Regions from separate parts of the Mus musculus genome. Here regions 2, 3, 4, 5, 6 and 7 are each linked to region 1. A link is a contact called in public HiCAR-type, HiChIP or PLAC-seq and promoter capture Hi-C data. All regions are on one chromosome and are shown on one strand. The core of a region is the stretch at or near the end of the contact, and the rest is flanking DNA. Distances in the headings are between cores, read along the strand shown. Region 1 holds the start of Elac2 (elaC ribonuclease Z 2). Region 2 holds the start of Trpv2 (transient receptor potential cation channel, subfamily V, member 2). Region 3 holds the start of Pigl (phosphatidylinositol glycan anchor biosynthesis, class L). Region 4 holds the start of Zswim7 (zinc finger SWIM-type containing 7). Region 5 holds the start of Zfp287 (zinc finger protein 287). Region 6 holds the start of 2410006H16Rik (RIKEN cDNA 2410006H16 gene). Region 7 holds the start of Mmgt2 (membrane magnesium transporter 2).

What was found. Promoter capture Hi-C pulls out the DNA fragments that hold promoters and counts their contacts. HiCAR-type assays count read pairs that join an accessible place to other places. HiChIP or PLAC-seq counts read pairs in DNA pulled down with a chosen protein or histone mark. Capture Hi-C pulls out chosen DNA fragments and counts their contacts.
Region 2: a promoter capture Hi-C map of pre-B cells shows a contact between it and region 1, with 3 times the contacts expected there. The contact joins the promoter of Trpv2 here to the promoter of Elac2 in region 1. A contact is called at or near these places in 1 of 39 promoter capture datasets (pre-B cells) and 1 of 115 datasets of contacts at active chromatin or transcription factors (astrocytes).
Region 3: a contact with region 1 is called in a HiCAR-type map of astrocytes, with 6 times the contacts expected there. The contact joins the promoter of Pigl here to the promoter of Elac2 in region 1. A contact is called at or near these places in 2 of 39 promoter capture datasets (hippocampal neurons and pre-B cells) and 1 of 115 datasets of contacts at active chromatin or transcription factors (astrocytes).
Region 4: a contact with region 1 is called in a promoter capture Hi-C map of embryonic stem cells, with 5 times the contacts expected there. The contact joins the promoter of Zswim7 here to the promoter of Elac2 in region 1. A contact is called at or near these places in 2 of 39 promoter capture datasets (embryonic stem cells and pre-B cells).
Region 5: a contact with region 1 is called in a promoter capture Hi-C map of liver, with 3 times the contacts expected there. The contact joins the promoter of Zfp287 here to the promoter of Elac2 in region 1. A contact is called at or near these places in 5 of 39 promoter capture datasets (cranial neural crest, embryonic stem cells, frontonasal cranial neural crest and 2 more), 14 of 484 Hi-C or Micro-C datasets (the Ba/F3 cell line, the N1E-115 cell line, cerebral cortex and 9 more), 5 of 115 datasets of contacts at active chromatin or transcription factors (differentiating embryonic stem cells, embryonic forebrain, forebrain and 2 more) and 1 of 9 other capture datasets (liver).
Region 6: an H3K4me3 HiChIP or PLAC-seq map of forebrain shows a contact between it and region 1, with 15 times the contacts expected there. The contact joins the promoter of 2410006H16Rik here to the promoter of Elac2 in region 1. A contact is called at or near these places in 8 of 39 promoter capture datasets (the 3T3-L1 cell line, 3T3-L1-derived adipocytes, cranial neural crest and 4 more), 1 of 484 Hi-C or Micro-C datasets (cortical neurons) and 4 of 115 datasets of contacts at active chromatin or transcription factors (astrocytes, differentiating embryonic stem cells, embryonic forebrain and 1 more).
Region 7: an H3K4me3 HiChIP or PLAC-seq map of forebrain shows a contact between it and region 1, with 13 times the contacts expected there. The contact joins the promoter of Mmgt2 here to the promoter of Elac2 in region 1. A contact is called at or near these places in 3 of 39 promoter capture datasets (hippocampal neurons, liver and pre-B cells) and 1 of 115 datasets of contacts at active chromatin or transcription factors (forebrain).

Annotation. Positions count from the first base shown.
Region 1 is chr11:64,977,059-64,980,818 of GRCm38.p6, forward strand. It overlaps Elac2 (elaC ribonuclease Z 2), which reads left to right and starts at 1,977. Exons shown (of 24, transcript NM_001362983.1): 1 at 1,977-2,273; 2 at 2,660-2,710; 3 at 2,849-2,919; 4 at 3,550-3,614. The coding sequence starts at 2,053.
Region 2 is chr11:62,573,344-62,577,043 of GRCm38.p6, forward strand. Trpv2 (transient receptor potential cation channel, subfamily V, member 2) reads left to right here and starts at 2,284. Exons shown (of 15, transcript NM_001382489.1): 1 at 2,284-2,782.
Region 3 is chr11:62,456,752-62,460,464 of GRCm38.p6, forward strand. Pigl (phosphatidylinositol glycan anchor biosynthesis, class L) reads left to right here and starts at 1,690. Exons shown (of 7, transcript NM_001039536.4): 1 at 1,690-1,943. The coding sequence starts at 1,709. It also overlaps a transcript of Ncor1 not described here.
Region 4 is chr11:62,279,198-62,282,711 of GRCm38.p6, forward strand. Zswim7 (zinc finger SWIM-type containing 7) reads right to left here and starts at 2,198. Exons shown (of 5, transcript NM_027198.1): 1 at 2,060-2,198. The coding sequence starts at 2,135. It overlaps Ttc19 (tetratricopeptide repeat domain 19), which reads left to right and starts at 2,276. Exons shown (of 10, transcript NM_028360.2): 1 at 2,276-2,496; 2 at 2,588-2,691. The coding sequence starts at 2,316.
Region 5 is chr11:62,730,119-62,733,401 of GRCm38.p6, forward strand. It overlaps Zfp287 (zinc finger protein 287), which reads right to left and starts at 1,778. Exons shown (of 6, transcript NM_133208.3): 1 at 1,549-1,778.
Region 6 is chr11:62,600,874-62,604,385 of GRCm38.p6, forward strand. 2410006H16Rik (RIKEN cDNA 2410006H16 gene) reads left to right here and starts at 2,004. Exons shown (of 5, transcript NR_030738.1): 1 at 2,004-2,150; 2 at 2,362-2,409; 3 at 2,724-2,773. Snord49b (small nucleolar RNA, C/D box 49B) reads left to right here and starts at 2,213; the gene lies at 2,213-2,275. It overlaps Snord49a (small nucleolar RNA, C/D box 49A), which reads left to right and starts at 2,587; the gene lies at 2,587-2,648.
Region 7 is chr11:62,646,498-62,650,338 of GRCm38.p6, forward strand. It overlaps Mmgt2 (membrane magnesium transporter 2), which reads left to right and starts at 2,167. Exons shown (of 2, transcript NM_175002.2): 1 at 2,167-2,359. It overlaps Lrrc75a (leucine rich repeat containing 75A), which reads right to left and starts at 2,026. Exons shown (of 4, transcript NM_198861.1): 1 at 1,648-2,026. The coding sequence starts at 1,893.

The DNA.
Region 1 (3,760 bases), core at 727-3,226:
TGTTACAACCTTTCCTTTCCTTAAAAGATGTTCAGTTATCTGGGGTTTCCCTGCCGCTCACTGGTATGATTACTTCAAGTAGGATGGTAATTGTCACAGAGCCAGTTTCATATTCAGTGAGGCTCTCCAGTAAACACCACGCCACATTCCTCAAGTGTGCTTTCTGAATTTCTAGAGGATTCAACGGAGAGCTCTGTTGTGGAGAAACCCTCAAGAGCCTCTGAAATGGTAGTAGGCCTTTTTCTCAAATGACCCACACTGGGACACGGAATGTTACAGTGACTCGCACATAGTCATCCTCTCAGTCTGCCCTCCCTCTTTCTCTGCTAGCCTAGATCCACTAAGGACCCCAGGCTGGGCTTGACCTCAGGGGAGCCATCATTCCTGGATGTTACTGTTTTGAAATGTATATGGATGTTTTTTGTGAATGTATGTTTGTACTTCAGGTGCCTAACTGATACCTGCTAAGGTCAGAAGATGTGAGTTTCTGTGGGAATGGAGTCTCAGAAGATAACTTGTGAGTCACCATGTAGGTGCTGGCAACAGAAACTCCGACCTCTCAAAAATAGTGATCTTGAACTATGATCGATCCATTTGGTCTCAGCATTAAAAAAAAAAAAAAGTGTGTGTGTCTTCCTGCCCATCCACCCAAGTTGGGAAAGGGTCTCATGTAGCCCCAGGTTCACCTCCAACTCACTATCTTGATTGTCCAGCTCCAGCCTCAGAGCCACCTGACAGTCCAGCCTCAGACATCTGACAGTCTCCCTGAATACTTGTTTAAATACATTTCCTGCAGGTGGCAACATTTTCTTCTCCATAAATTTCTATTATTTATTCTGCGTATCTCTTTAGTGCCACTCAAAGCACCGACCATCAAAGGGCCTTTAGCCAACCAAGCATGCCAAATACGACTCTGGCAGGCCTTGGCTTCACCGCCATACCCTCCATCTTGCTAAAAATCATTAGATTACATCCATAAAGCTAGACACCAAGGTCTATTCCCTTATTTGACCATTTTCTCCTCTTGAGGCTGACCACTAAGGTCCAGCTAACAAAGCACTGAAGTCCAGCCCCTTGAAAAGCCCCCTTTGGCTTATGTAATTAATATACACAATCAAAACAAACCAACTTATCCTAACATCGGATTTTTTTTTTAACCTTTATGAACTGTTATTTGCCTATGGGTCGGTCTCCTCCCTATCCAGAGGCAGCCCTTCGTGTTTCGGGTGCAAATACTCCTCTCTCCTCTCTCTTGACCCTTTTCTCTTCGTCCTAGTCTCTATCTTCTTTCTTTGTCTCTTATTCACTGCCTTTTGTCTCTCTGGGGAAAATAAATCTCCTTTGTTCTGAGAACTTGGTCTTGGGGTGTCCTAAGTCGACTTTCGAGGTCCCCACAGCCATGTTAATTCTAAATATCTCCCAAAGATAAGCACTGTTAAACTATTTCCGTCTTGAAGTAAGGAATGCAAGGCAGAGAGGACCGGCTCATAACAGCAATAAGACGCAACACTACGAAGTTTACTTAGTCTTTTCATCTCTATTCTCACGCCAAAACAAAGAATATCATCTGAAATGTGTTCTTATGGTGGAAATCAAATTAGCCAGATCTATCTCCCATGAGATCGTCACCATCATCATAAGCAAGAACAATGCAAACTTGGAATACTTTTGTCGAAGGGCAGAGCTCCTGACAGAAGACGATGAACCTGAAAAAGACTCAGTCCTTTCCCAGTAATGCCTTTCGAGTACTTGCACTCTCAGAAGTCCCGCTTCCGCCAAGTGACAGTAACCGGAAAACGTCAACAGGGAAAGCCGGAACCGGTGAGGGGGGCGGGGCCTCCGGCGACGCTCTAGCTTTCGCTTACTCTACGTCCACCTTGATTGACAGACTCCGAGCTCCAAGGCTCGTTACGATTGGATGCGGAGCTTTGGATGGGCGGGCAGCTAGCGCGGCGGCGCGCTGATTGGTCAGTTCCGCCATGCGGTGGAGGGGCGGTGCTTGTGGCGGCGTGAGGGGTCTGGCTGCCTTGTCAGCCTGGTGTGGTCGGGTGCATGTGGGCGCTCCGCTCACTGTTGCGTCCCCTTGGCCTGCGCACCATGTCGCAGGGTTCGGCTCGTCGGCCGCGGCCATCCAAAGACCCACTGCGACACCTGCGTACGCGGGAGAAGCGCGGCCCGGGTCCCGGGGGCCCGAACACCGTGTACCTGCAGGTGGTGGCGGCGGGCGGCCGGGACGCGGGGGCTGCTCTCTATGTCTTCTCGGAATACAACAGGTCAGAGTGGGCCGACAGCCCTGGGGGATTGGCCCCAGCGCCACGTGCTCGGGAGGCCTCCTGTCCAATCCTGTATATATCCCTTACCTCCCTTAGTCAGCATGGCTTTCAGGTATCCGGGCAAAACTTCCCGTGCCCCGACTCTCACCATCACCATCCCAAAGCGGGGGCCTCACCGTGAGTGTGTGGGCTAGACCGGTTTCATAAGTCGATGGGGAAAGACATCACTCCCCATTGATCTATACCAAACTACACTCTTCCGTCACTAACCAAAGAGGGCTCAAAACCTACTAGGCAGTATGAGAACCCTGTCATTTATGTCGCTGTATCTACAGTAAAGCATTTTACAGAGTATACTTGTAAGTACAGTAATGTTCCTCCTGTAGGTACCTTTTTAACTGCGGAGAAGGCGTCCAACGACTTATGCAGGAACACAAGTGAGTCAACTCCTGGCTTCTGGGGTGGAGATGATTATGGGCTTGAAAGCTGAGGTGAGAGGCAGATGAGACTTCTCAGCAGACACGGTCTCTGGTCGTCTTTGTTTCATCTGGCTGAAATGTATGTTTTTTTCTTAGACTGAAAGTCGCTCGCTTGGACAACATCTTTCTGACTCGGATGCATTGGTCAAATGTTGGGGGGTTGTGTGGTGAGTATGTGTTTGGAGGTCAGGGGCCGGTGGGAAGTTTCTGGGGGCTTAACATGGCTTGCAGCTCATTTGTTCATCTTCCTAGCCCAGGGGAGATAGAATTCCTGGTACACTAGCTTAGTCAGCTTGAGTAGGGGGTGTGAAAACCTAGACTCGGAAAAGTAGGCCTTGATATGGTTACAACCTCCACCTGGACCACAGATTTAACAACAGAGTGCTGTGGTGGGTGCTGATCAGACTCTGCAGCTGGATTCAGACACATACTGTCATCCAGACTGTGTGGCTGCCAGATTTTGAAAGCATAGTAGTATGGGCAGAGGAGAGAATGAGGTAGTGGACTGTGCCCTCCTCCCCCTTGCATAGCAGACCCTGCTCTGATGCATGGTTAGATCAATGCTAACATTATTTTCTCTTTATGTATTGTATAGTTGCTTATACCCTAGAACAGGGACACGTAGGTAAATAACTAGTATAGCCAGAAGCACCCCACCACCATGCACACACACACACACACACACACACACACACACACACACACACACACACACACATACCACATACCGGACAGGGCCTGCAGGCTAAGTTGAGAGTGCTGGATTTTTATTTATTTTCTCTTTACATTCTTTTAAGGAATGATTTTAACTTTAAAGGAAACCGGGCTTCCCAAATGTGTTCTGTCTGGACCACCACAGCTGGTGAGTGTCTCCTGGTCACCCGTTAAAACCACCTCCTTTAAAAATGGTAGCAGTCTTCATTTTTGTAACTTAACCTTCTGCCCTCAAGGATAACAGGTAGTGGAGTTAAACACATCTCCTTTCATAGTATGTAAATACTAACTGTG
Region 2 (3,700 bases), core at 1,034-3,533, 2.4 Mb before region 1:
TATCGTGCATTTATATTTACATGATGCATGTGTGGTTGTGTTACAGGACAACTTTGTGGAGTCAAGTCTGTCCTTCCAACTTTACATAGGTTCTAGGGACCAAATTCAGGTCACCAAGCTTGCATGACCAATGCCCTTTCCTGATGAGTCATCTTACTGGCTTTATTTTAAACATAAAGCCACAGCATTAAGATTTAAAAAATTCACCAGGCAGTGGTGGCACACTCCTTTAATCCCAGCACTTGAGAGGCAGAGGCAGGCGGATTTCTGAGTTCGAGTCCAGCCTGGTCTACAGAGTGAGTTCCAGGACATCCAGGGCTACACAGAGAAACCCTGCCTTGAAAAAAAAAAAGATTTAAAAAATTCTATTTCCAAGGGAACTGCAACCCTATAGGTGGAACAACAATATGAACTAACCAGTACCCCGGAGCTCTTGACTCTAGCTGTATATGTATCAAAAGATGGCCTAGTAAGCCATCACTGCAAAGAGAGGCCCATTGGACTTGCAAACTTTATATGCCCCAGTACAGGGGAACGCCAGGGCCAAAAAGGGGGAGTGGGTGGGTAGGGGATTGGGGGTGGGTGGGTATGGGGGACCTTTGGGATAGCATTGAAAATGTAAACGAGGAAAATACCTAATAAAAAAAATTCTATTTCCCATTCTGCTGCCCTCAGTTGCTTCAAGAATTCTCTTTCAGAGGCTTCACCTCACTCAGGAGAAGTTGGAGCCTTGTCTTCATAGAAAAAAAAAAAAAAAAAAAAAAAAAAAAAAAAAAAAAAAGCTAATATGAAGTAACTGCTTAAAAAAAACAGAGTTTGTTAAAGGAAATTTTAAGCATAGATTTAAACATTTATGAAGTTGATTGCTTAAATGCATATACGTGGCTTGGTTCCTGCTGCAAGGAGTCACCTCTTGGGGCCTCGCCCAGCTAAACAGAAGTGCTGGCATTACTCTGCACTTGCAGTCCTAAGCACATTTGAGCAACAGTGGATGGCTAAGTATGTTATTATAGGGGGCAGGCAGCACAGTACAAATCAGCCTCTGCCAGGGGCAAGGCAGGTGTCTTAGGAGTACGTTTCTAGGGCCCCTCCCCCCAGTTTAGGGTCTAGCTGGTCTAGCTCTACTGAGAGGAAGTGATGTTTAAACAGAAAATAGAGCAGGAAGCTGTGGTAGAGGCTGGCCTGGCATGCCCATGTTCAAGCACTATAAAACCAACAAAGAAACACAAACACAAGCAGAAGATGCTTAGAACTAAGGTATGTGGCCATGATGGCGATGCTACTGTGTGTGTGCGTATATGTGTGTGTGTGTGTGTGTGTGTGTTGCTTGTTGCTCCTAGCAGGTGAGACAGCTTGTACTACAGAGAAAACAGGACATATTTGGGAAGAGTGGAGGGCCATGCCAGCTAGTATTTGCTGAGTTTTGCCTTACAGTGGACTCATCTGAAAGATGACCAACCATGGAGGCACAGTTATAACACCAGCACTGTAGAGAGAGAGGCAGGAGGATTGCCACAGTTGGTTTCATATCAAGTCCTTGCCGCAGGTAAAAGTGTAAACCAAACTAAAATCTAAATAGCTGCCGTGGCTAATGACTGCCATACTGGACGGTACAGGTCTGGAGTGTAGCATGGTGAAGGTGACATGACTGGGGCGGGCCTCTGGGCTGCATGAGGTTGTTGTATGAAGTTTGGGTTTTATTTTTAGTGCTATGAAAAAGTGGCTTGGAGGTGGGGGTGACATTAATTAATTAATTTTTGTTATTTAGTTTTTCTTTGATTACTGATACTGGGGGTCAAACACAGGGCCTTACATATGCCACTAAGTCTACCATTAAAGCTAAACGCTGGCCCCTGGTTTATATTTTTAGCAGACCACCTTAGTTGGTATAAGAATGGGGTGTGACGTATGAGTGTAGCAGCGGAGAAGCAGGGGGACCGGTTTGGTAGAACATTCTCACGGGAGAGAAATTAGTGCTTTGGACCAATCAAACAAAATTTGGGATGTGGAGCAAGGACAGAGGTCTTCCGGCGAAAAAGAGAGGGAGAGCTGGTCCTTGTTCTCCCTGGCAGTGCCGGGGCTGTACAATTTCAGCCATTCCTGTTGGCCACACGGTTGCCACCTGCTGGCTGTTTCTGGAAGTGCCCTTGTAAATGGATACTCGGGGGATCCCTGGGGTCAGGACGCTGAGCGAATCTTCCTTAGATGGAAATAATGGCTGGATGGGTTGGGCTGCATTCTCTGGGGCAAATGCTAGACTGAACCTCTTCTCTCTCTGGGGCTATCCCATTCTTCTCTCCCTTGGGTCGGACAGTGATGAACCAAATGGCCGGGGGAGGGCACACGGTGTTAAGAATCAGGAGGGGTGGGCGTCAGTGTTTTAGGGCATGAATCCCACACCTGTGCCAGCTTCCACCCAAGCCTAGGTCCCACCACCCCAGAACTTCCTCTGACTGCCCCAGGGGCTTCTCTGGCTACAGTTGTGGGTGGAAGTGCACCGATGGAGGAGCAGGGCGTGTCTCGCGAAAGCAGGGTGTGGCCAGTGGTCCTGATGATCAGCCCAGTGGCCAGTCACTGGTCCTTGACAGGTTGGCGTTAAGCCCGCACTATCCACTGTGTGCGACGAACAGGTGGAGGGTGGACGATACAGAGAAAGCTACGGCCAGCTACGGAGGCTTCCGCGGCACTTCCTCTCTCAATCCCCGCTGCTGGAGAGTCCCGCTAGGCTTGGTGATCCTGGCTTGTAGTCTGCTGCCGCTACGCCTTGACTTCAGCCTGAGGGGTAAGTCGATGGGCTATTTCAGGATGTCCTAGGGGTTGCGTCTGGAAGTATGACAGTGAATGATTGGATTGGTCTCCCGGCATCTCCATCTTGGAATAAGGGTCTGCGTGGGATCTGGCTCCCTGAACCTCCAGGCCTCTTTCTCTGCTGCCAGAATGGGGATCCCAGGAGGTAAGGTAGACAGCCTCTGGAAGACAGTTGTTGCTGCTGGGGGTTGGGAATGATGTCAGACGCAGCGTCTGCCAGGATTTGCTTGAGGGTGGAAGCTAGACTGCGCAAAAGGAGGATGCCCATGTCCTACTAAGGTGGGCAGAGAAGTGAAACCTCAGTCAGGCCCCCTGGCTATTGTGGAAAATGCCCCACCCAGTTCTCTGAGTGTACTGGGATCCTGTAACAAATTGAGAGTGGGCCGGGGCCACACTACCGCTTCCTCTCTTGGCCCTGTTTTTTTCTGTCCCTTATTTCTACCAACCTGTTCCCTGCCCCTTTTTCCTACCCCCACTGTCTTCTGACCGGCTCTGATTCTTTCCTTCCGGTTTCTGAACTCTGAGGAAGACAGAGGCTCCCCAGCTCTAACTAGGTCCCAGCCCCGGCCACGTGATGGAGGCTGTGGTTGCTGTTTCTGTTGAGGGTGAGGTTAGCTGTCAGCTAACCCCAGACCCAGTGTGCAGTTTGAGGTGGGAAGGCAGATAGCGCTTGCCAGCTCTAAAGCCCCTTCGGAGGTGGTGTCTTATACCCTCAGATATGAGTCAGACTGGAAACGAACGTAATTGGGTTCTGAGAACTGAAGAGGACCATCAGGACACGAAGCGAGGTGGCAACTCACTTCTCTTTTCTGAGTCGCGGTTGTTCTGGCAGCAAAAGGAAGGGTCTGATAGACCAGTAGTTCCCTGGATCGCTCCCTCTCTACATTAAGGG
Region 3 (3,713 bases), core at 440-2,939, 2.5 Mb before region 1:
CAGCCACCAACTCTCCCTCAGAGTGGGCCTAGGACGGTCACCTGCGCCGGCCCCACCCGAGGCCCTCCATCCTCGCATCCCCTTCGCTGATCCCGCGGTGGCACCGCACGCCCCTTCCCAAATGGACAGATACCTCGGGCTGATGTCCGCCCGCCTAAGGCCATTCTTCCTCCAAACTCCAGGAGCCTCCACTCGTCTAGCCTGAACTCCCCACCGCACCCGACTCGCCCCTGGGGGAGGGAGAGGAAAAGACCTGCGGTTTGGACGGGCCCTAACCCTGCGTCCTCCGCGACGCCCCTGGCCTGGCTGATCCGAAGCTGGCGCCCTGGGAGCCCGAGGAAGCTCCCGGGCGAGCAGGGCCCGGAGGCCGGGGCTGCAGGCGCCGAGCCTACTCACCGGGAGCTGGCGGAGTGAGAGCCGGCGCGCCCCACGGCCGGACGACCGGGGCGCGGCCCCGGCGCGCGGCCCTCCGCCCGGCCCTCGCTCGGCAGCGCGGCGAGCTGGGCGCTCACTCCAGCCGCCGCCGCCGCAGCTTCGCCACCTTAGCCGCCATCTTGCCTCAACCCCACTCCCTCCCCCTCAGGCCGGGCGGCCGCGCTGAGGCGGCTCAGACTTGGGCTCCTCCTCCTTCCGGAGGGTTGGGGAGACGACTCCCTCCCCGGGAGAACGGAGTGCGGCTCTTACCTCGGCCTCGCTTCCTGGGTCGCGGACGCCGCGCCGGTTCTTTTCAAGTTGTCCCTCGCACTCATGCCCGCCCCGGCAGCGCTGCCTCCGGCCCGACCCGCCGCCGCCGTGGCAGCCATCGCGTCCTCGGCCTGGAGCGTCCCCGCGAGCCTGCCACTCCCGCGCGCCCGGGGCCTTCCCCTCAGGCGTGGGAAAGGACCGGGAGCCCGGCGCGAGGTTAGCCTTGCGACCCCTGCGCGCCGCCAAAGCGGCTACCCCGTCCCCTCGCCGCCAAAGAGAAACCTCAGCCCACGTGGCTGGGACGCACGTTAATTTCACACCGAGTGTTCCTCGGCATGGCGGGCGAGGCCTCCTCCACGGCGTGGCTCCTTAATCTCTGCCTCTTAAGAAAACTTAAGGGGCCTGCCGACCTCACCCTTCGAGTGAAATGACATTTCCTCTTAGCCGCTTACTTTTTCCTCTTGCAAAGCCGCCATCTGAGAAAGAACAAACGGTGACCCGCTTCGGAAAAACTTTTATTCCGGATAACGGGCTGTTTTATACAAAGTTTGAAGTCATAAAACGAGTTGAAAGGAGAATGCTGACGTTTGTTTTAGAATGCTTCCCTTTTGGCCGGCGTGCTGACACGCCTGAAATCCCAGCTCAGGAGGCAAAGGAATGGGAATCATTGCAAACTCGCATGGTCTGCATATAGTGAGTTTAGGGGAACACGCAGAGAGAGACGCGATCTCAAAATAACTCTAAAAATGCTTCCTTCCTTTTAAGCACACTGAACGGTAAGAAAGACACTTAAGACCGCAAAGTGCGGCTGAGCTCTGAAACTGGAGCAGATAGAGGATTCCGCCACCGAGGAGACGGGGCAGTATGGGTGGAAGTTTCCACGCTAGACCACGAATCTTGGTCTCCAGCCGCCGCCGCACTCTGACCCACGGAACGCAGTTTCAGCCGGTTCCGTTTTCCCGCAGGGAACCCGAGTCCACCCGCAGCCTGCCTTCCTGCGCAGGCGCAGTGCCACTTACCCGGCATGGAATTGGTGGGTTTCTTGTGTGTGGCCGTGGCTGTCCTGACTTGGGGCTTCCTCCGGGTTTGGAACTCAGCGGAACGAATGAGGTCTCCGGAGCAGGCGGGCCTGCCGGGAGCCGGAAGCCGGGCCCTTGTAGTGATCGCGCACCCGGACGATGAAGCCATGTTCTTTGCTCCCACCATGCTAGGCTTGGCACGCCTGGAGCAGCAGGTGTCCCTGCTCTGCTTCTCCTCAGGTAGGAGACTGTAGGAGGGTCGCTGGGTTAGGGAACTAACCGATCTTAGTTAACTTCTTCCGGAAAGGTTTTCTGTCGTAGGTAGCTACTTTCTCTGTGCTGGTCAGTCTGGGGACAGAAACAGCCGACTTCCCAGATAGGTTAGGGAACCCCGAGCGAATTCCATCCTAGCCAAATCGAGGAGCAGAAAAGTGGTTGTTCATCATTGGTTCCGTTCAGTACCTTCATGTTCCTTTGGGAACTGCGACTGTACTGGATGTTTTGGGTTTTTTATAAAGACAGTCTCACTGTAATCTAGCATCCCAGGCGTGAGCCGCTGTGCCTGACCTGTTATCCTGAGGAACCGTCTATTTGCAAAAGGATCAAATAAAATCATGCACCAGACAATTTGAGCTGTATGGTGTCTGCTCAGCCCACCAACTTTCTTTCCTAATAATAGCAAAAGACCTTCCTGCTGCTTTGAAACCCATTTTCTGCTACAAAGATTCATGTGTCAAATTGGGAGATTTTTTGTTTAACTTCAGACAAATAGAAATACATTTATAGATAATTTTAGAGTTCATCTGTACCCAGCTATTATTAAAAGAATTCTTCAAAAATGAGACTTGAATAATGATACAGACAAAAACAAACGAGAAAACCAGGATACCCTAAATATGGTGATGACTGGACAATGTGAAGTGTATACATACAGTGGGTGAATTTTATAGCAAAGTATACCTCAATAAAGCTGATTTTCAAAATTGCTCAGGACCTTTTTTCCCATGTGGTTGTTGTGTTGTTCTCTTTTGGGGGGCCAGGGGTGTTTTTGTTGTTGTTGTTTTGTTTTTTTGTTTTTCTAAACAGGGTTTCTCTGTATAGCCCTGGCTGTCCTAGAACTCACTCTGTAGACCAGGCTGGCCGAGAACTCAGAAATCTCCCTGCCTCTGCCTCACAAGTGCTGGGATTAAAGGCATGCGCCACCACTGCCCAGCTTCTTCGGGTGTTTGGTTGGTTTGGTTTGGTTTGGTTTGGTTTGGTTTGGTTTTTCGAGACAGGGTTTCTCTCTGTGTATAGCCCTGGCTGTCCTGGAACTGGCTTTGTAGACCAGGCTGGCCTCGAACACAGAAATCCGCCTGCCTCTGCCTCCTGAGTGCTGAGATTAAAGGTGTTCGCCACCACGCCCGGCTTTCTTTTTTTAATAACTGATCTTAAACAGAAATCATCAGGATTGATTTATAAAATTGGCTGAATTTGGGAGAATTATTTCTGGTTTTTAAACAGAATTAATGTAGATTTATTAAAGAAAAAAAAAAAAAAAACTCCTGAGAGTGGAGAGGCTCCAAACAAGGAAAGAGTACCTTCTTTTCTTTTCTTTTTTTAATTTACATTTTATGTATTAGTGCTTTGCTTGTATGCATGTATGTGTAGCACATGAATGCATGGTGTGCACAAAGACTAAAAGAGGGTGTTGGATTCCCTGGAACAGGAGTCATAGCCAGTTGTGAACTACAATAAGAATGCTGGGAACTTGCTGGGCAGGGGTGGCAAATGCCTTTAGTCCCAGTGTTCCAGAGGCAGGCAGATCTCTGAGTTCGAGGCCAGCCTGGTCTACAGAGGGGGTTCCAGGACTGCCCAGGGTACACAGAGAAACCCTGTCTTGGGGGGAGGGGAGGTCAGTACAGGAACCTGAATTCTGGGTCTCCAGGAAGAGCATAGATTACTCTAAACCTCAGCCATCTCTCTTGCCCCCTTGTTTTATGTTTTATAATTATTAGAATTGAATTATTC
Region 4 (3,514 bases), core at 948-3,447, 2.7 Mb before region 1:
ATCAGGTTTGACTGTTAGCACTAAGAGAGCATGGGGATGAAGCCTGCCACCCTATCGTTCTGCCACTCCCACTGCTACTACCTGCCACCTAGCTGTTCCAGAGCCAACACATGGTCACCTGAAACTGGACTCCAAGGATGATTTGGCGGGAATGGGCCCCTCCCCCTTCTTCATAACCCCGTGTCTCCAAATAGTAAAATTGAACCTTGATCAGACTAATGTCTTGGTTCCATCCTTTCTCGTGCCGCCTAGTTCCCTCTTTTCTTCCAGATTCCAAGATGCCTCCCAGGCTAGAACTCAGACATGTGGGCCGCTGGCCGCCCTCAACACCTTTTAACCAAGCGTGAGAGCAGAAAAACCTTTTTCAGACATTCAAAGCCGCAAAAGCATAGTTCATGCCTTCTTCAGAAACCTACTGAGGTGTGTACTGCATACAATAAGACAGGTAACAATACACAAGTGGATCAACAAGAGGAAAGTAAACTGTAGGATGTGCTAACACAAGACCCAAACTGGGAAAAGAGAATTCCCAGTTAACACTGAAGGAAGACAGCAGCAGCCCAACCGGACAGCAGCCAGTCCATACTAGGGAAGTCGGCAGGCTCTTCGCAGATTCCTTTATGAAAATGTAACTGATAAAATGTCTTTTTTACCTTAACATTTTGAGTGGAGACCTGTGATAGTGGCATAAAATTTCAAGTTCAAGTAAAAATACATATGTAGAAAACTAAACAAGCTTAGAAAGCCGAGATGGTTATAATTCAGGGGAACCAAGTTACCCAGGAAAGGAAATCATAGCTTCTATATGGTCAAAATCATATACATGCAACCTGGACTTATATTCTGCACGGTTACCAAGGAAGATTGGGGATTAGAAAGGAATACCCAGACCCAATACTGAAAACTGCTCTACTGAAAAATAAACAGGAATTGAGAGTCTGCTCCTGTGTAAGGGGGCCCCTTCAGTTACTGGCATATGGATTAACCAACAGCCCTGTTCTGTAAAACTCATCTCGTTCCAGCATCTCAGAACATCTGTGGTCAAATCCTGGAAGCAAGACCTCACAACAGACTAACACCCCACAACTTCTTTGAAGTCAAAGCATGTTTGAATACCTGGTTGGCTGAATCTTTTACGTAAAAGACCAAAATGAGACTATTCGTTTACTTTTCTAGTCCCATTGAAGCAGTAACTCAAACCAGTTCACAGAGCACAATCAATGAACAATAGGAGTTTTGTGCTCTAATTTGGCTATCATTTAGAGAGGCTATTTTTGGGGAGAGTGCTTTAATTAGTCTACACTTCAAAAGCACCCCCCACCCCACCTCCAGTTTTTTGAGATAAAGTCTCCAGCAGCCCAGTCTGGCCTAGCATTATGTAGCTGAGGTTGACCTTAAACTTTCCCTTTTTCTTTCTTTCTTTTTTTTTTTTTTTTTTTTTTTTTTGTCTCCACTTCCCAAGTGCGGAGACTACAGCCATGTGCCCAGTCTTGTGCGGTGGTGGGGAATCCACGGCAGCTCTCTACATGCCAGGCAAGCCTCTTTACCAGCCGAGCTGCATAGTAGATCCTCATTACTAGTTTTCCCCTTTTGGTAGATCCTCCTACTCTGGTGAGTAAGCAAAGATCATCCTTGGTCGGTCATTTTGTTGGAGACAGGCATAGGGCGACCTCTACAGGCCAGAGGGAAGAAGTAATTTTCAACTTCCCGATTTTTTTTTAAAGGTTTTGCCTCCCTGAATGTTTTTTAGTAAAATCTATTTACTAAACAAAGTAGTAAACAAGGGTATTATTTTTAAACTTTGCATCACGGATTGTGGATAAAGATTCTGAGTAACTCGAAATTGTCTACGCATCTGCCATTCCGCATCCCAGCCCTCGCCCACTCCTTGGATGTACCCAGTGGCTCTCTTTAAGTACCGGGGTTCCCGCACACCGGCTCGCACTCAGGGATCTGACGTCTAGTCACTCAAATCCCTCTATTTAGTTAAGCGATTTAAGGGGCCCAGGCTTCAGGGACATAACCATGCGGGGTAAGAATAAAAGCCCGCAGGCCGTACTTCTCGCGCTGTCTCGCACAGCGGCGGCCATCTCGCTCAGGAGCTCTTCCACCACCTCCGGGAGCGCGACCGCCATGGCACGCCGCCCGTCTTCTCTCCTCCCGGGCGCTGCGAACTTCACGCGCCCTGCAGGCCGGGGGCGGGGCGGGGCGGGACGAGACGGCGTGACGTCAGCATGCGTCATCGCGCATGCGGACTGGCGGGGCGTCCCGGGCCAGCCGTGGCTTAGTGGATCTCTGAGGGAGGACCCGTCGGCATGTTCCGGTTGCTTCGCTGGCGTCTGGGTCGAACCCTGCTGCGGGCCGCGGGCCGGCGGTGTGGGGGTTGTACGGCGCGCCTGCTGCCGGAGCGGACGGGCGACGCGGGGACGGGCGCGGAGCGGCTGCGGACCCGAGGCGCGCCGGCGCGGGGGCACGGGGTGCTGCCGCTGTTGGCAGGTGAGCGGTGCGCTCCGGGCGGGGCCGGCCCGGCGGGGGCGGGGACGCGGGCACGGGCCGGTCCCGGTGACCTCTGAGCCGCTTCTCGCAGCTCTCGCCTGGTTCTCGCGACCCGCGGCGACGGCCGAGCAGCCGGGAGAGGACGCGTCAGACGAGGCGGAGGCCGAGATCATCCAGCTGCTGAAGCAAGCCAAGGTGAGGGGCTCGACCGGGCGCGCGCGCTCTCTGCTCCGGTTTCCCGAGGCCTGGATGGATTGGCCCTGGGTGGAAGGTTGGGATCCATCCAGACTGGTCCAGAGCGAATCCTGCAGCAGAATCGCTGCAGTTGTGAGTGCAGGTGGAGACCCTCACATTTCCTTTATTTATTTATTTATTTTGTCCAAACGTATTGATTGAGGATGTTTTGCGAGGGTGGCTTTAATCAGCTAACCTCCAAGCCGAATGACATTTTGTTCATAGACTATGAATGACGCCCCGAAAATGCAATTTAGTATCGTTTATGCCTATTGGTTTGCGTCTAAATCTGTTTCTCCACATCCTTTTTTTCCCCCCTCCAGGTTTATTTCATCTCTTCCTACGGGTTCAATATCGACTTAATGCCAACAACGTCCAGATTTGTGTTCAGACTGCAGTGTGTCATTGACATGCTGTCTCTATTGCAAGGCCACAGCTATCTCTCAGATTTAGCATGCCCGGGACTAAGCACTTTTTCTTAAATTCCTTCCCCCCAAATATGGCTTTAACAGTGTTCTCTCTATCACCTAAAAAATTAAGCCTAAAAAATCATAGTGGTTCCTCAGGCGGACCCCTGTGTTTGAAACCAGCTTGCTCTACAAAGCAAGTCCAGGACAGCCAGGATTCTGTTACACAGAGAAACCCTGTCTCAAAAAAGAGGAGAAAAAAAAAAAAAAAAACAGAAAATAATCATAATTGTTCTTAAAGTGTGTTGTTGATAATTCCCAGTTACAGCAGTAAACACAGTTGCCATCAAATCCAGAACACTTCTCAAATCGCCTGC
Region 5 (3,283 bases), core at 528-3,027, 2.2 Mb before region 1:
GGGTTGCTGCTCTGTTTGAATTCATGTCCTGACTTCCTTTTATCATGAACAGCAACATGGAAGTGTGTAAGCCAAATAAACTCTTTCCTCCACAACTACTTTTTGGTTGTGGTGTTTCATCTCAGCAATAGAAATCTTAGTAAGACAACCTCTTCTGGGACTTCTTCAGGGATCCCAGCCCTGCCACACAGTGCTAAGCCTCAGATGCTCGCTGTGACTCTTTTATGCCATCAAAACCAGTACCATCTGAGTGACTCTTACTCACTAAGCTTGGCAGCCAGAATGAGGTATAATCTTGTCTCCCTCTGAAATATAGCTTCTTGGGCAATTTCTTATTCACCTCAGTGACACTGGTTTCTTTTTAGTCACAGCTGACTATTCAGTTCCAGATGACCAGACACCAAAGATTCTTCACACAAAAGGCCAAGTTTGCGTTTCTCTCCTGCTCTTAACATCCTTCTCTTCCTAGCTCCTACAGAATAGCTCACTGAGCTTCCAACACTCAACGACTTTTCTAGCCTAAAGTTCTAATGTCCTTCTACGATCTTCCCATAACAACATGGCCAGGACTGTGACAGCAATACCCTACTTCTGGTTCCAATTTTTGTCCCAGTTAGGGTTACTACTGCTGTGATGAAACACCTTGACTAAAAATCAATCTGGGGAGGAAAGGGTTTATTTAGCTCGTGCTTCCACATCACTGTTCATCATCAAAGGAAGTCAGGGCAGGAACTCAAACAGGGCAGGAACCTGGAGGCAGGAAGTAGCTCTCAGTCTTATAGAGGCATTTCCTCTATAAGATGACCATAGCTGTGTCAAGGTGACATAAAACTATCCAGCACAAGAATGGCCCATCAGCTCAAGCATTTTTGGTGTTCTCTGCTACCCCTCATACACACAGAAGCAGACTCCTCAGAGTGCAGGATAAACACACAGAATTTACCCTGGTCTTCTTTTCCTCTATCCTTGAATTTAGAATACATTCATCCTAGACACACACACACACGATGTGTGTTTATTGATGGTGGTGTTAGAAGCAATAATTTAAGGAACCATGAGCAGAATGGTTAATTTCTAACTTGTTGAAAACTTATCACCTTGCAGAAAGAAATGTTTCAATATCCAAGTCACTAATATTCCGGATGTTCTCAGCAACAGAGCAAATTTGTGATTACTGGGACAAACTGGAGGTTTCCAAACAATCTCATAGGGGCGGGGCCAAGGCGATCTATTTATCTGCCTTGCATAGTTTGCTCTATTCCCGGAGCAGAGAAGACAAGCCTGTTAGGCTGTGATTGGAGGCCGTCTCAGGAGCTTCCTCAAGTGTAAACCGAAAGCACTATCCACCTCTCTCAAAGCCAACCTCACAAGTATCCTGACACGGAGAAGAACCCACACGTACTTGTTTGGGGCTCCAACTCCCAGCCTAGCTCATCCATAGTCATGCATGCCCTGAGGAGATGCGCCCGCCTTGCCTCCAGCCGCCTCCCCTTCCCAGCCTGCCCCGGGCCGGCCTCCCCGTGGACATTCGCGCTCGGACATCAGTACCTGTCACTCGGGCCCCGTCGGCGCAGCCCGGGCAACAATGGCGGCGGCGTGGCGGGAGCCTCCGTGGCAGGCTCGACTCAGAGCTGCATCAGGGGCTCAGCTTCACCGCTTCTCTCCCTGGGAGGAGCCGGGAGCCGTCAGTACACGCTCATTCCAGCCGGGTCCCCAGAGGCCCCGGCCGGAACCCCTAGCTCCCGGGCTTCGCAGCGACCTCGCCTCGGCGCCACTGCGCATGTGCTAGTGGAGAACGCTGCTCGTCCGTAGAGCCAATGGGAAGCCGAACCCGAGCCTTCCCATCCCGAGCCCCAGGCCCTGGACCTGTCTCTATGGCAACCTCCTCCACCCATCACCGTGACTTGCCTGTTAGCTACAAGGTTTCGACCGGAACTTTAAAGTTTACCTGGGCAGAGACAGGCCTGGCAGATGACTTGGATGTCAGGGCTGCAATAGCAGTACCTGGGAAACCATTTGGAGAGTAAAGCCGGATTCTTACAACGCAGAAATAGACAGGCATCAAGTATGTGGCTTGTAGGGAGGAAACCCCACAGTGCTCTTTCTAGATGGACTGTAGTGCATAATTCCTAATGGCTCTGATTGTCACCTCTAGAATCCGACACTGAGACCTCCAGATTCAACTAACAGACAAATTCTCTGTCTTCAGCATTTCTCTTAGCTCCTTCTGTTCTGTGGATTCTTTGGTTTGTTTTTTGATGGCATCCTGAACTTCTTGGACATCATAATACTCATTTTAAAAAGTCCTTCTTGAATTTAGGTACAGTAGTCAACCTCGTCTCCCATCCTTGATAGTCTTTCTTCTGCCTGGCTGAGTCCATTGGTGATGTTTCTATTGTTTTTCTGTTCCACTCACTGAGTTTTTTAATTTTTTTAGCATTTCTGTGTGGGCTCCCTCCCTCCTCAAAATACTGATTTCTTTCCCTGCTTATGTTCACAAAACAAACAAACAAACAAAAAAACAAAACAAAAAAACCAGGTTAGATTCACTGGGCCACCAAAACCAAACACAAAAGTAGGAGAGAGGTGGATCTCTGTGAAGTTTGAGGCCAGCCTAGTCTACACAACCATTCAAGGCTAGCATGGGCTACATAATGAGAGGAGGAAAAGGATGAAGAAATGGATTAGTGGTTATGAGTGCTTATGATTCATACAAAGACTCTGGTTTCAGTTCCCAGCACCCACGTGATGACTCAAAGTCTGTAACTCCAGTTCCAGCGGCTCTGATGCCACTTTTGACTTCCACAGTCTCCTGTGATACGCATACACAACACACACACACACACAATTAAGTAAATTCTAAGAAAAATAAATAACATTATTATGTACAGCTTTGAAAATAAGTGTGAAATACCAACCAGTCAGTAGTAGGAGAAAAGAAGTCAAGATCAGGGCAGTAATTAATGTTGATGGACATTAAGCTGACTCATGTTCCTTGTGCTTGTGAAAGGAGTAACAACAAACACAGATGTACAAGCACATGCACAGTAAAGTGCAGATGCCTTTAGGTGTGTGCCTAGGAGTGGTATAGTCAGGTCATATGGAAGATTTATTTTTTTATTTTTGAGACAGGGTTTCTCTGTGTAGCCCTGGCTGTCTTGGAACTCACTCTGTAAACCAGGCTGGCCTCGAACTCAGTAATCCACCTGCCTTATTTTTTATTTTTATTTTTATTTGATAAGCCTCTGCATTGATTTCCATAGTGCCTGAAGCACATTACATG
Region 6 (3,512 bases), core at 754-3,253, 2.4 Mb before region 1:
CCAACCCTGTACTCCTTTTGTTTTCAGGGGAGTTTGATGAAAAGTCCTTAGTACTTTTTCTTAATTATTCACAAAGCCTGAAGGGCTTCATATTTGGCTCTTTGACTTGGCGTTTGCTAGATGTTTCTGCAACTTGAAACTCCCAGAAGGGGGAGGGCAAGGGAGAGCTGCACCTCTGTTAAAGATTCAAGGCCAAATGACTCAAGATTGAAATTAGTGTTCAAACCAGAGCTAAATTATTTTGGACTATTTTTGGTCCCTTTGAAGCCATCCATATCCCTTGCCCCCGAGTTAACATCCTTGTGACTATGAAAACCTTATATTACTATTCTTGACAGGCCACTAATTTCCACACATTCAAAAGCTAAAAACATCATTGGGCAGCACCTGAAACCTACAACAGAGTCCTCATCTTTACTGTAACTTGCCAATTGAGGTCCCCACCAAATGACTTTCCTTGTTCTGTAACAAGTTAGGCAATGGTGGTGGCACATGCCTGTAATCCCAGCACTCGAGAGGCAGAGGCAGGCAGATCTCCAGGTTCAAGATCAGCCTAGTCTACAGAGCAAGTTCCAGGACCGCCAGTGCTACACAGAAAACAGCACCTGTCTCGAAAACGGCACCAAACCAAAACCAACCAACCAACCAAGCAAACAAAAACCCAAGACACTTCCAATATAGAACATGGTATTTGGGGACCCATGAATCTTGTGTTCCTGGCCATGGTCAAGCATATTTGGCTCCAAGGGAAATTATCTTATTCCCTTTAAGAATGTTTTGGCCTGGACTTCCCTCCCTCCATCAAAATTCTGTTTATTCCTCAGACCACCAAGATTGCAGTCTCATGACCACCTGTCTAGTTCTGTCAAAATGAGTTGCCTCCTCAGCCTATTTGCATAAGAAGTGCATGCAAGCACTTATGTGTGTGTTGCTGGGTAGAACCCAGCATATCATATATACTAGCTCAACAGATTTTGCACTGAGGTGTTTTGAGACAGGATTTCATTCCGTAGGCCAGGCTGGTCTTGAACTCACAAGAACCCTACTCTAGTCTTCAGGTTCACATATCCCAGGCTGACCTCATAGCTGAAGATGACCTTGAACTTCTGATTCTGCTGCCTCCACATACCCAGAGCTTGGGAGTTTGTCACAATGTCCAGTTTATGAGGTGCTGGGGATGGAGCTCAGAACTTCATGTTTGCTAGGGAAACACTGCATCCCCAACCCTTGAGAAAATCAAACATACTCATATACTGAAGGCATAGCATTAGCAGTTTTCTATTACCTATGCCCGATGCAAGTCTCTCCAGTCAGAAGTGGAAAGAGCAGGGGGCAATGGAAATGGATCAAGAGCTCTTCTTGATTCTACAGTTCTCTAAGGAATGTGATGAGGGCCGTCTGCATAGGGCCTTGAGAGACTCCGTGGATATGTTGTAAAAATAATGGGGTGCAGAACGGCCCCAATCATTACACTTTTGTAACAGCGTTTGTCTTTGAACGCGGTTTCGTGTGTGTTAGCGTAGATGAGCCAGGCTCTCCACCACCCAGTTAGATTATATAGGCCCGCTTTTTTTTTTTTTTTTTTAAATTTAAAATAGAGACAGGGGCTCATTAAATTGCCCAGGCTGGACTCGAATTCTTGCGTCGGGTTCCTAATCGATTACGATTACAGGCCTGCACTGTCAGGTCTGACTACACATTTCACACACTACACACGTTCACAAAGGACTAATAAGTCAGGGAAGACAACGAGGACGGAAAACCGCGGAAAGGATGTCGAGTCCGCGCTTAACCCAACACGCAGGCGCGCTGGAGCTCGCGCGCTCTTCGCTACCCAGAATCCCCCGGGGCGGGGGAGACCACTCGCTCAACAGAACGGGGGAGGCCTGGGTCGCGAGGCGGGCCGCTGGAAGTTCCCGTGAGCCTTTGCCGCCCTCACCTCCCTGGGGTGAGGAGTGGTCTATTCCTAGCCCTTAAGAGGAGGGCGCTCACGCGCCGTCTTTCTCTGCGGCCATCATGGGATCGTGCTCTTCTCGCTCGTTGAGCTGGTCCCTTCGCCGTGGCCTGCTGGTGACGGTCTGGAGCGATGCTGAGCCCGGGCCCAGCCTCTCAGCTCCGCCTTGTGCGCTGCACAGATCTAGGGGAGCCTGGTAAGTCGAGGTCTGCATCGCGGGGCGCCGCGCGTGGGCGGGGTGTCGGCTGCAATGATGATGAAACTAGAAAAAAAAGGAAGTGCCGTCCGATGCGACAACTGACGACATCCCTAGTTAGCTGACTGCAGTCGTTTAAGCCTCGGCGACCCAGTGCTGAACACAAGTGTTCTAATTGCCCCTCATGACTCTTACTCTTCTAACCTTTCAGACGGGACGTTGACAACGTGGAATAGGAGCAGTATCATCCCACCATGAGGTAAGGGTTTCTGGAGTATCAGGTGGGGTTCATAGACAAGAGGCTGTGTAGCTTTCGCTCCAGGGACTCCCAACATACCCTGGCCCATGTGGGCACATACATAAATTTAAGACGTGTCTCCATTTAGTGGCTGGAACTACTAGTTGGAGGACAGCAGAAAGCTTGACTGCTGTGATGAGATGACTAAGTAGGAAGTGCCGTCAGAGTCGATAACTGACGATAACTGCTCCTGGCTGACTGCAGTCAAGCCCACACCGGTGGCTGGGGTTTAGGTTTAACTTGGGCTGGACTTTTAACAACTGCTGTACTTCTAGGTTGGGGATTTAAGAGTGGAAGATTGCCAACAGCTGTGGCCTCCCATGAGGTAAGCTTTCAGCTTGGGATTTTAGACCGTTTTGATTTGAGCTAGAGTGTTCATGTATGAGCATCAGTTTTGCCTGTACTCAATACTGGTTGTAGCTGATGGGGGTGGTTAAGTAAGGCAACAGTGCACAGCTCTTACTGTAGAGCCATTTTTTTTTTAAGATTTATCATATCTAAGTACGCTGTAGCTGTTTTCAGATGCACCAGAAGAGGGCATCAGATCTCATTACGGATGGTTGTGAGCCACCATGTGGTTGCTGGGATTTGAACTCCGGACCTTCCGAAGAGCAGTCGGTGCTCTTAACCACAGAGCCATCTCCAGCCCCCTATAGAGCCATTTTTGTGTGTGTTTGCTGTCTTGATGCTAGAAAAAAATGGCACCGGACTTAGGTGGTTGTGAGCCACAATTAGTGCTGGCAGTCAAACCTGGTCTTCTAAGAACTTAGACCTTCTAGTCCATTAACTTGGGTCTTAAAATTTTCAGTTAATGTGGTCTTACAATTGAACCCAGTTGGGCTGGTTTGGCTAGTTGTAAATGTATTTTAGTAATTTGAAAAATACTTCCCTTTTAGGTCTAGGATGTGTTAAGAACTGTAGCTTTCTTGAGAAGAGGCAGGCAGAGTTCAGGCCAGCCTCGTCTACAGTAGTGAGCCAGGGCTACAAAGAAATCCAAAAGAGAAAAGCCAGGGTGGGAGGGCAGCCATTGATTTTGCAAGGCTGTTATATATAATGTCCTGTTT
Region 7 (3,841 bases), core at 917-3,416, 2.3 Mb before region 1:
GAGAGCCAAAGACACACAAGCGGAAGACCCTAAAGGGAGAGGGCCAGGTCCCACAATGCGATGTGTAATTTTACTGGATACCCCTAACATCAGCCTCCTCCCTGAGACCCTCGGCTCCCTCCAGTGGGCTCCTAACTGGTGCTTGCCAATGTTGCCTTAATTTTCTCCCCTACCCCTCAATAAGGGCTTGTCAGTTTCTTCCTTGCTTTGGTGTTCTTCAGGGCTGGGGAAGCTGCATGTGATTGGTACAACCCTCTTACTGCCTATTGCACAGACAGCTAATGACGGTCTGGAAAATCCATTTTTGCATGTGAAAGTGACAGAATTACCATGGAGGCCATACAAGGTTGGCTTTTGATTTTCAAAAGACAGAGAAATACACACCACTAAAGTTACATGGTGTAAAATGCTATCTTTCTTTGATGATTCAACCCAGAGAAGGTATCTGAGGGTACAGCAGCCTCTAGAGAATCACTGTGGCTGTTGTCAGGAAAACTAGAGGCAAAGGTGGAAGGCTTACACCTCCCCAAGTCCTCAAGTCTCTACTTCTCTTTCTTTTGCAGTGCACACACCTTAGGAACAAACTCCAGAGAAACATTATAGGGTGTGAGGGAAGCCATGGTTCAGAATCCAGGGAGATGTGGATCCAATTAGATCCTGGAAGCTCCTCCCAGGAAGTTGTCCCTACAGCTTCTTCTATCAGTAATGGGAAAACCTCACAAAGGTCAGCTGAGGTTTCCCCTCCCCCATTTTCAGCACACTGTTTATCTACAGGGGTCCTCCAAGAATATAAGGTCTGCACAAAAATATAACGTCTGTGCGAGTCCGTGACACAAAGCCAGACCAAACCGATCTGATCACTGTTCCACCGAGCACCTATGCACCCTCCTGCCTCTGCCACTCAGCAAGACCCTATAGTACAGGCTACCACTTTCCCCGGAAGAAAATGAGAAAGGAAAACAAAAAAACGAGAGGTGGGTGAGGCACCAGCCCTTCAATAGAGGGGACTATTGAAGGGGACTATTGGTCAGATGTGTAGTATGCCCCTTAGTCAGTGAATCAGGACCAGGCTGAGAGAGTACAGTACAGTTCCTGCTGGCCAAGAAACCAAGCCTAGCTTCATTCTGACCAAGACTTCTGCCGGGGTCTCACTGCAAGGACCAGCCAAAGTTAGGGGAGATGAAACCACAAGACACAATATTGGTTGCAAACGATCTAGGGGCTGAAATCTTACTGGTCCTAGGGACATACCTCAGAAGCTGGCTTAAACAGATAACTGCGCATTCCCTGGGGACCCTTGCAAGAGGGTGATAGGTTGTGAGCAGAGAGGAAGAAAACTCTGGCCCAGACCAGGCATTCCTCTCTGTATCCTCTCTCATCAACTATCCCTGGGGACTTGTGGAGGAGAGGAGCAGGGACAATGGTCCAACAGGTCCCCTTTACCTACCTGGACAGGTCAGCCTTCCTCACCCTAGCCTGAGGCCCCAAATTCAGCAGGAAACACAGAGGCACCTGCTGACACACCGCTCCATCCCCGCGAAACGGGGACCCTGGGCGGTGCCTCCCGGCGCTCTCCTGTCACCCCCCTCGTAGGGGCGGGGCGCTCCGGGAGCCGCCGCGCCCCCCATGCCCCCTCCCCGCGCTCACCTGGCGCAGGTGCTGCAGCAGCGTCCCCGCCTCCTCCCGCCGGCCCTGGCGCACCATCCGCAGCAGCTCCTGGACCATGCCGACGCGCCGGTGATAGGGGGGTAGCCCACTGCCCGCGCGCCCCGCCTTGTCCCCGGCGCGCAGCAGCAGCGACGCCCAGAAGTCGGGTCGTTCGCGGCGGGGGCCGGGCGCCGCGCCGGGGCTGGCTCTCTCCGCCAGGCTGCCCTTGGTCTGCCGAGTGCCCATGCCGCCGCCCGCCTGGGGCTGCGCGCGCCGGGCTAAGGCCGCGTCCCCCGCCGGCTTCGCGCCTCCCCGGCCGCAACTTTGGGGGAACTGTTGCGCGCGGGAGGCGCGGGCGCGGGGCGGGGGCGGGGGCGGCTGCGGCCCGCACTCCCCTCGCTCCTCCCTCCTCGCTGCCCCGGCGCGCTCTCCCGGCGCTCGCCGCCAGCCCGTCCCGGCGCTCGCCGCCAGCCCGTCGGCCCCGCCCCGCCCCGCCGGCCGCCCCGCCCCCGCGCCGCCGCGTGTCTCCCTCCCTCTCCGGCGCCCGCTCCTTCCCGCCGCGCGGCTCTGGGCTAGGGGTGCCCGGCGCCCCCGCCCTGCTTTGTCCCTGGTGCAGCGCCCCCTGCCGGACACTGTGCTGCGCCTCTTGGGGCCCGCGGCTTCCTGGCAAAGGTCAGTGAGTTCCCCGATGCTTTCCTGACTGCGCGCCTAGGTGAGGCCCAGGGATTACGGTGGTGGGAGGAGGTCGGGGCGCCGAGCGAGGGAGAGAAACTTCGGAACTTGGAGGTCCTGTTCGCCGCAGAGTCTAGATTCTCAAGAGTGGGCTCTGCAGAGAATCAGTATCTCAGATTGTCCGAGGTGCTGGTTTAAAGCGTAGTATCTCAGGCCTGGCTCAATGCCCACTGAGCAAGCCTCTTCTCCGGGCCTGGAAATGTGCATTTAGCTAGCATCTTGGGTGGTTCCGATGCTCGTTTCTTGGAGCCCCAGTGGCTTTCAGGTAGGTGATGGTAGTTGGTGCACGGACACAGATCTGGATACTCTAGTTTTGTGAACTCTGCATTCTTTTCTCCCTCCGACACTGCTGAGAGGAGACCTTTAAGTCTTCCTGCTACTACTTCAAAGCGGAAATGTGGCTTCTGGTTAGACATTCCTTGTTGCCTTCTTCTCGGGTTTCTTCTACCAACCCCCTGGGAACCCATGGTGCTTGGATAAGGTATTTTGGAGGCCCATGTGCCCTGTTCTTAGCTGTAGGAGGGGCAGCAGTTTTATTTGTATTTATTTATTTATTTTTTCTTTCTTAAGGTCGCTAGTATTGCTCTAGGCCAGAGGGCTGGAGTCCACCACCTGCTGCTGATACGTATCAGAAAAGCCTTGGGCTTCCAGATCCCTGGCTCCTTCTGGAAGGTTAGGATAGTAACACAGTAACATTTATGTCAAGAGTTGGAAGGTGAAGACTGTGTGTGTGTATTTCTGTGTCTGTTTACCCTGGTGCTTTTTTGTTTAACAAAGTTTCTCCCTGGCGTGGAACTCCCCAAGCAGGCTAGTTTGCCTGGCCAATGAACTCCACAAATCCACCTATTTTCCACCTTACTAATTTAGGATTGTTAGGTGAGTACGACCACACGACTTTTTCTTTTCTTTTTTAAAGATTTATTTATTATATGTAAGTACACTGTAGCTGTCTTCAGACACACCAAAAGAGGGCATCAGATCTCATTACGGATGGTTGTGAGCCACCATGTGGTTGCCGGGATTTGAACTCAGGACCTTCAGAAGAGCAGTCAATGCTCCTCCCCACTGAGCCAGCTCACCAGTCCTTTTTTTTTTTTTTTTTTTAAGGTAGATCACATTATGTATCCCTGGCTAATCTGGAACCTTTTACATAGACTAGGCTGGCCTCGAGTTTACAGATTTACCTGACTCTGACTCCTGAGTGCTGGGGTTATAGGGGCGTGTGACAATTTTTCTTTAAAAATTAAAAAAAATTATAAATTAAAATCTTTAAATTAATTTAGAGCTTAATTCTTTTTAAAAATGAGTCATGGATACCAAACTCAGTCCTGCTTGCAAGGCAAGCATTTTTACCCACTGAGCTGTCTCTTAGACCGGTGAATACTTTTTGGAAAAAAAAAATGTAATGACACTTGTTATTCATTCAGGACCATCCTCAGTAGGGTTTGGCACTAGGGGAGAG